2 separate regions of the Cricetulus griseus genome follow, and region 2 is linked to region 1. A link is a contact called in public Hi-C data. All regions are on one chromosome and are shown on one strand. The core of a region is the stretch at or near the end of the contact, and the rest is flanking DNA. Distances in the headings are between cores, read along the strand shown. Region 1 holds the start of Trim11 (E3 ubiquitin-protein ligase TRIM11). Region 2 holds the start of Guk1 (guanylate kinase).

Region 1 (3,198 bases), core at 282-2,781:
GGCTGTGGTGCCGGACCCCAGCTCAGCATACCCCTATCTCCTCCTGTATGAAAGCCGCCAGAGGCGATACCTGAGCCCACCGCCAGAGAGCAGCGCGCCCTATAGCAAGGACCGGTTCGTAGCCTACCCCTGCGCTGTGGGACAGAAGAGCTTTTCCTCTGGAAGGCACTACTGGGAAGTGGGCATGAATCTCACCGGGGATGCACTCTGGGCCTTAGGCGTGTGCAGGGACAACGTGAGCCGGAAGGACAGAGTGCCCAAGTCCCCGGAAAATGGGTTCTGGGTAGTGCAGCTGTCCAAGGGGAAGAAGCACTTGTCCTCGATACCGGACTCCGCTACAGTCACACTCACGGAGCCTCCCAGTCACATGGGCATCTTCCTGGACTTCCAGGCCGGGGAGGTGTCCTTCTACAGTGTGAACGATGGGTCCCACTTGCACAGCTTCTCCCAGGTGACCTTCCCTGGGCCGCTGCTGCCGTTTTTCTGCTTGGGTGCTCCAAAGTCGGGCCAGATGGTCATCTCCACAGTGACCATGTGGGTGAAGGGTTAGAGGCTTGGGACCAGGCACAGTCAGTCGCTGGGCCGTGCCCTGGTTCCCCGGAAGGCAGGACGTTTCACCACCGTGGCCACTTACCCAGGCTTTCTCTGGGTCGCTAAGAGGCAATACCTATGCTGGCAGGGCAACTAACCGAAATACAATCACGATTAAAATGCTCGAATATGAACGGACTACTGATAAGATGCGAGATGCGGTAACTTTGGAAAGAGTCCCGACATTTCCCGGTGAACTAATTACTAAATATATAATTGCTCACTGTGCAAGTTGGTCTTTCGTTTTGTTAGCTTTGTCCCGCCCCGAAGCTTGCTAATTCCTTGGTTCCTAGTGCCCTTCTCTGGCCATCCGGTCCTTCACAGAGAAAGTGGAGCCCCACCCCGCCCCCTTGAGATAATTAGGGCTCCTCTCCCCTTCCTCAGCATTCCCTCTCCGAAGAACCCCTCACTCTCCATTCCCGTTACAAGTTAATGACACCCCCGGGACTCAAGTGAGGCGGTGCACTGGCAAGCATGCGTTTCCCAAGGGATTTCCACTCTGGGCTTTCCGGACCCGCGGCGTGACACCGCGTCTCGTTTGGCATACTGGATTACTCAGGTCTGCCCCCAGACATGAGGGTGGCGTTGGGGGTGTCTGAGCGACAACGGTCCAGGGGTGCCGAGGGCTGTGGGCAGAGGGTGAAAGCGCACTGAAAAAAACGCCAACACCAGTGCCCACTCCTTGGGTGTTTCCTTTTCCCGGGATCGCCCTGTGCCTCAAAACACCACAAGCCTTCCCGGACTTGCGGCTAAAGTTTACTTCACGCGGTGCCTGTGGAAGCGGGGACACCACCTGCAGAGACCTGTCACTGTGAATGAGCGCTCTAATGCGCTCTAATTCGGTCCCACCCCCAGGCCGTGTGACAAGCAGTGACCAATCCACGACAAAAGCGGGTTCCAAAAAACATAAAAATAAAAAATGAGTTTCCTGCTTCCGCCGCGGTTCCTCTTCCGGCGGAAGTCCCAGAGCCTAGTACCAGGCGTACCCACTACCCAGGAGGCCGGGAGTGTGGCCACCTGGTCCCGGGACCGTGCCCCCTACGCCCCCGCAGCCGGGTAGCGCGATCCCCGCGCGCCGCCAAGAGCCTGATCCAGGCGCTGCCGCCTGCACCATGGCCGCCCCGGACTTGTCCACCAACCTCCAAGAGGAGGCCACCTGCGCCATCTGCCTCGATTACTTCACCGACCCGGTGATGACCGACTGCGGTCACAACTTCTGCCGCGAGTGCATCCGACGTTGTTGGGGCCAGCCCGAGGGCCCATACGCGTGCCCCGAGTGCCGCGAGCTGTCGGCGCAGAGGAACCTGCGACCCAACCGCCCGCTCGCCAAGATGGCAGAAATGGCTCGGCGCCTGCACCCACCGTCGCCGGTCCCGCAGGGTGTATGCGCGGCGCACCGCGAGCCGCTGGACACCTTCTGCGGCGACGACCTCTGCCTGCTGTGTCCCACCTGCGAGCGCTCGGAGCACTGGGCTCACCGGGTACGACCGCTGCAGGACGCGGCCGAAGACCTCAAGGTGCGTTCCGCCAGGTGCAACCGGTCCATGCCTGGAGCGAAGGGATGTCCAGTCACTGTCCCGCCTTGGGTGAGGGAGTGTGAGTTAACCTGATCCCGTAAGGGGGTCGGGATGTAGCCTGTCTTATACCAGGATGAGATGCACAGGTATTCTGGGAAACTGGGTGTTGCTAAGTCAGTCCTGACTGGGCAGGGAGAACTGAAAAGGCCACTGTGAGAGTAACAGTTTGGCTGACGTCAGAGTTGATACTCGGCCAGCATGTTACCATCGCAGCATGAAATCAGGCACCAAGTCTCCTTGGCTTTGGATTTCAGCACAGGGGTCTGGAGCTTATAAACAAATTAGTGAGTTTTTCCTTTTTTTGCTTGGTCTATACGGGATTCATTGGTTCAGCAGGCTTCCTTTCTTGCCACCGCAAGCCTCTTGATGGTCCTGAAAGGGACCCTCGTCTCTCCAGAAGTGACATGATAAATCCTGGTGGGGCCACACTATAAAGCTTTCTCTATTACAAAAGAAGAAAAACCTTGTCCTTGCTCTTGCTAGGTTCATTGTCTGAACTTAACAATTAAACTGACAAGACAGATGAACGGGAGAAAGGCACAGCTTAAGTAACATTTTAAATTTCTCCTGCATAGGGGCCACACAAGAAAAAAGAAAAGGAAACTCAGAGAAGCAGGTACTAGGGCTTTTATACGAACAGGTGTTAGAGTTACCAGAGAGAGACTGGGACTTCTAGGTCTCAGCAGTCGTGGACCTGTGTAGGAAGGAGGAGACTAATGGCAGAGAGGGTGCCTTTCTCCTGTAGAATTGATGCTCTGCCTTCTGTCCACCTATGTATCTGTGTCTGTTCGGTAACCCTCACCTCCACAGGTTTGAGTGTGTGGACACAGCTTTATCAGGTGATACCAGAAAATCAGCAGATGGCTTTTACCTGTGACCAGTGGGTTTGCAGTGAGCCATTCCTCCATGCACTGGAGCTTGGGACCCGGGGTGCCCTGGGCCATGTTGGCCTTCATGGCTCAGGTGACAAGTTCACTCTTTGGCATTGGCCCAGAGGGGAGCTTCCAGGTCTCCAGTAAAACCGGAGAGA
Region 2 (3,680 bases), core at 329-2,828, 210 kb after region 1:
CTGGATGCCATAATCATGAGGCAGAGCGAACATAAAAGAAAGAAAGGGTTCAGAACCCCCAAGAGAGTAAAATGCAAAGACCTAGGACGTTGCAGGGTTTGTCATCTACTCGATTGTGTAGAAGGGAAACTAAGGGAACAGGGTCAGGGAAGACTGAGGGTGGATGAGGCCCACCCAGCAGGACCAGGGAGAATGGGGGTAGGTAGGGCATGTACTAAGGCTCAGTACATGTAGGGAGGGGATGGGTAGGGCAGGGCTGGGGAAACTGGGAACCAACACATGCAGAGACAGGGAGGATAGGAGAGAGGGCATGGGAGACTGAAGTCTACTGCAGGAAACTGAGGACCAGAACATTCAGGACCAGGGAGAATGGGGACAGGGTGGGATTGGGAAGACTGAGGCCCAACCAGAAGAGTCAGGGATGCTGCAAGAAGTCTTCCTCCTACAGCTGTCTTCCAAGAGCTCACCTTCATTCTACCTTTCCTTCTTTGTTGGGTTCTCTCCTCCCACACCTCCTTCTGCCTCTTCTTCAAATTACCTCAACATGTTTCCTGGATATTATGTGTCAAGACAGAAGACAAAGTTTAAGTGTGGCTGAACAGAAATATACTGCCTCAAATTTACTACTCCAGAAAACTACTGGTCTCCCCCCTAGACAAAGATCCAGTGCTGGACCGAGGAAGGCCAGGCAAACTGCAGCAGTGGCTGATGCAACATCTATTAGGATGTAAAAGCCTAATATGTAAAGGCAGGGGTAAAGTGGGTAGACAGGAGCTAGAATAGCAGGAAAGCCTGCTCCTTAGTGCCAAAACAGGAAGCCGCCTTAGTGTTAGCTCCCATAACTAACCTATGACTCCTGGAAGGTGAACTGGAGGAGCACCCACAGAGGCACACCTCCTCTCCTTCTTCCTTCTCTCCTTGTACCCTAAACAAGGCTGACCAATCATTTATTTGCTTTCTCCTCTCCTCAGGTACCACGTAGCTAATGTCACCTGCTCATCCAGGCACCACCTGAAGGAACCTTCTCACTCGAGACCATTCCCGCCCACTTCCACGTTGGATAAAATGATGATGGGAATATTAAGCCCATAGGCGGCTTCAGAAACCCCAACCCGGGACAGGCCGAACCCCAATATTCACACCCAGGCGTCAGGAGGGCCTGCACCACTTGAGCCAGGTGCTTGAGCCTACCCACGATGCCCGGTGGGCAGGGCGCCGAGGAAAAGCCCCAGGTAGGCTCAGAGTGCGCAGGTTTGCGGGCGACTGGGACTCCACGTGACTATCCCTGTCGTTCTGGGGACCCGGAAAACACGTTCACCAGGCGTCTCCATAAGAACAGGGATCACTGGAGGCGACGCGCAAGGGACTCACGCTGCCACAAGTCCCTCTCCTGGGGCAGCCAGCCGTCAGCAGCTCAGCGCACTCACCGTCCGCAGGCACGCGACCCAGGGCGGCCACTGCCAGCCCGACCAGCGGGCGCCACAGCATCAGAGACCGCCCGCAGGACTACGTCACAGCGGCGCGCCGGCCCACTAGGCCACACCGAAGCGCGGCACTGCTGCACACACGGAGTGCGCAAAATCGGCAGCGCCGGTCACTTCCCATCTCTGTACACTAACATTACGTCACCCGGCCCCGCCCACTCAATATCGCCCCCTGCTGGTCACAGCCGCGTGTCAGTCTGCTAGGGCCTGCGGAAGGGGGGGGAAAGCGCCGCACTGCTGCGCAGGCGTATTGTGCGGACAGGCCCCGCCGCATTCCACACTCTCCTTTTTTTTTCTAGGTTCAGACCCCGCCTCCCCACAGAGAAGACCCGGAGAGGAGAGCTTTAAAAATCAGCGTCCAGAGGCTGGAGAGATGGCTCAGCGGTTAAGAGCACTGACACCTCTTCCAAAGGACCTAAGTTCAATTCCCAGCACCCAAATGGCGATTCACAACTGTCTATAATTCCAGTTCTAGGGGACCCTAACCCTTACACAGGCATACATACAGGCAAAACAGTCAACGCACATAAATTGAAACATCAGCGAATCATGTGGCTAAGCTGTCTTATCCCAAGCAGCATGACTTTTGCCACTCCCCTTTCTTCCAGATCTCAGGTCCTAAAGAAACTGAGGACAAATAGCTAACTGTGGTGCCTATTAGCATACAAAGGGCATGCTGGCCTCATGCTGCCTCAGCATCACAAGTACCTGCCGGCACCCTGTTCTTCTTACCCCTGCCCCCCTACCCTAGACCTCTCCAGCCCAAGGGCTTCGCTTCTCTTCCCCAGCTTCTCTGTTCTATAAAAACTTGCCATTTTAGCCATGCTCTCTCTTGGTCCTCTGCTCTTGGCTCCTGGTCGTCCCTCTTCTCTTCACCTCTTACTCCCCACCCCCTGCACCCAGCCCTTCTCATGGCCTGGTTCAGTCTGCTGGTCATGTTTAGTCTACTACTCCTCTCACTGCTCTGGACCCTTTCAGATGCCTCTGGCTGTACTCTCCCTCATAGCTACAATAAAACTCTTCTCAACCATACCTTAGAATGGTCATGCCCTCATTTTCGTTCACCAGGAAACTGAAATTTACACCTTGCCTGCCTTGTGAATTCCTTCTAAACTGTAATGAATTGTCCTTGAGCTTGTTTGGGTATATGGATGCCAGCGACTGGGGCAAAGCCTTTATCCTAACAGCCCAGACTCTTTGGGTATATGGATGCCAGGGGCTGGGGTGAAGCTTCCAGCTTAACAGAGACCATGGTGGTGGTGGTGGTGGTGGTGGTGGTGGGGTGTTGCTTACTGGCTTGCTTCTAATGGCTTGCTAAGCCTGCTTTCTAATAGAATCCAGAACCACCAGCCCAGGGATGGCCCCATCCACAATGGGCTGAGCCCTCCCCCATCACTCACTAATCAAGAAAATGTCCCACAGGCTTGCCTACAGCATGATCTTAAGGAGGCATTTCCTCAACTGAGACTCCTTTCTCTCTGATGACTCTAGTTTGTCTGGTTGACACACAAAAATCAGCCAGCATAACGACCCTCATTGTAACACACCACTGGTTTAAAGACATAAGGAGAAGCCAGTTTTTACACTAAAGTCCTTAAGAGGAGGTCCCTATCACATCACATCTTACAACTTGGAGTTCTTATTCTAGTTCGTATCAACCTCTTGTTAGACCCCCGGAAAAACTCTGGTATCCAGGGTCCCAGGCCATGACCTCGCTCACCCCAATCACCAGGCAGATTCGAGAGCTTGATGCAAACTGCATGAGACTTTATTATTTTTTAACCAGCTAACCCCATGTTAGCTTGGGTCTTTCACCCACCCGCCATGGCAGATGGCTAGCAAAGACCCCTCGAACCGGCTGCCGAGCGACCTTGTAGGGCAGCATGAGGGGAGTGTCTAGGGGTACGCACAGGCTCAGGATTGGTGTGCCTCCAGGCTTGGAGGGCTTGTCCTGTGTTGATTGGCCAACTGGTTGTTATGGCCCATAGGCCCTTCCAGGGTGGTTGCTATGCTCTGCGCATCATTGCTGTGCACTTGTCCATAAAAGCACACCCAGAGCTGTAAAGCATAGCGCCGCCAGCTAACTTCTGATTGGTTCCTTGTCACGAGGCAGGCACCTAACCTCTAGTGACTAAGACAAGGTCATAGCTACACATGTTACTGTCATGGCTGCCGAAATGCGGGGCTGGTCCCTTC

The links. A called contact is a pair of places that touch in the nucleus more often than the background predicts.
Region 2: a contact with region 1 is called in a Hi-C map of the CHK-Q cell line, with 2.9 times the contacts expected there. The contact joins the promoter of Guk1 here to the promoter of Trim11 in region 1. A contact is called at or near these places in 2 of 8 Hi-C or Micro-C datasets (the CHK-Q cell line and the CHO-K1 cell line).

The regions. Positions count from the first base shown.
Region 1 is chr7:73,044,374-73,047,571 of CriGri-PICRH-1.0, forward strand. It overlaps Trim11 (E3 ubiquitin-protein ligase TRIM11), which reads left to right and starts at 1,532. Exons shown (of 6, transcript XM_035447872.1): 1 at 1,532-2,177. The coding sequence starts at 1,704. LOC113836810 (E3 ubiquitin-protein ligase TRIM17) reads left to right here. Exons shown (of 6, transcript XM_027427365.2): 6 at 1-1,089. The coding sequence ends at 550.
Region 2 is chr7:73,254,960-73,258,639 of CriGri-PICRH-1.0, forward strand. It overlaps Guk1 (guanylate kinase), which reads right to left and starts at 1,579. Exons shown (of 8, transcript XM_027427353.2): 1 at 1,428-1,579. The coding sequence starts at 1,488.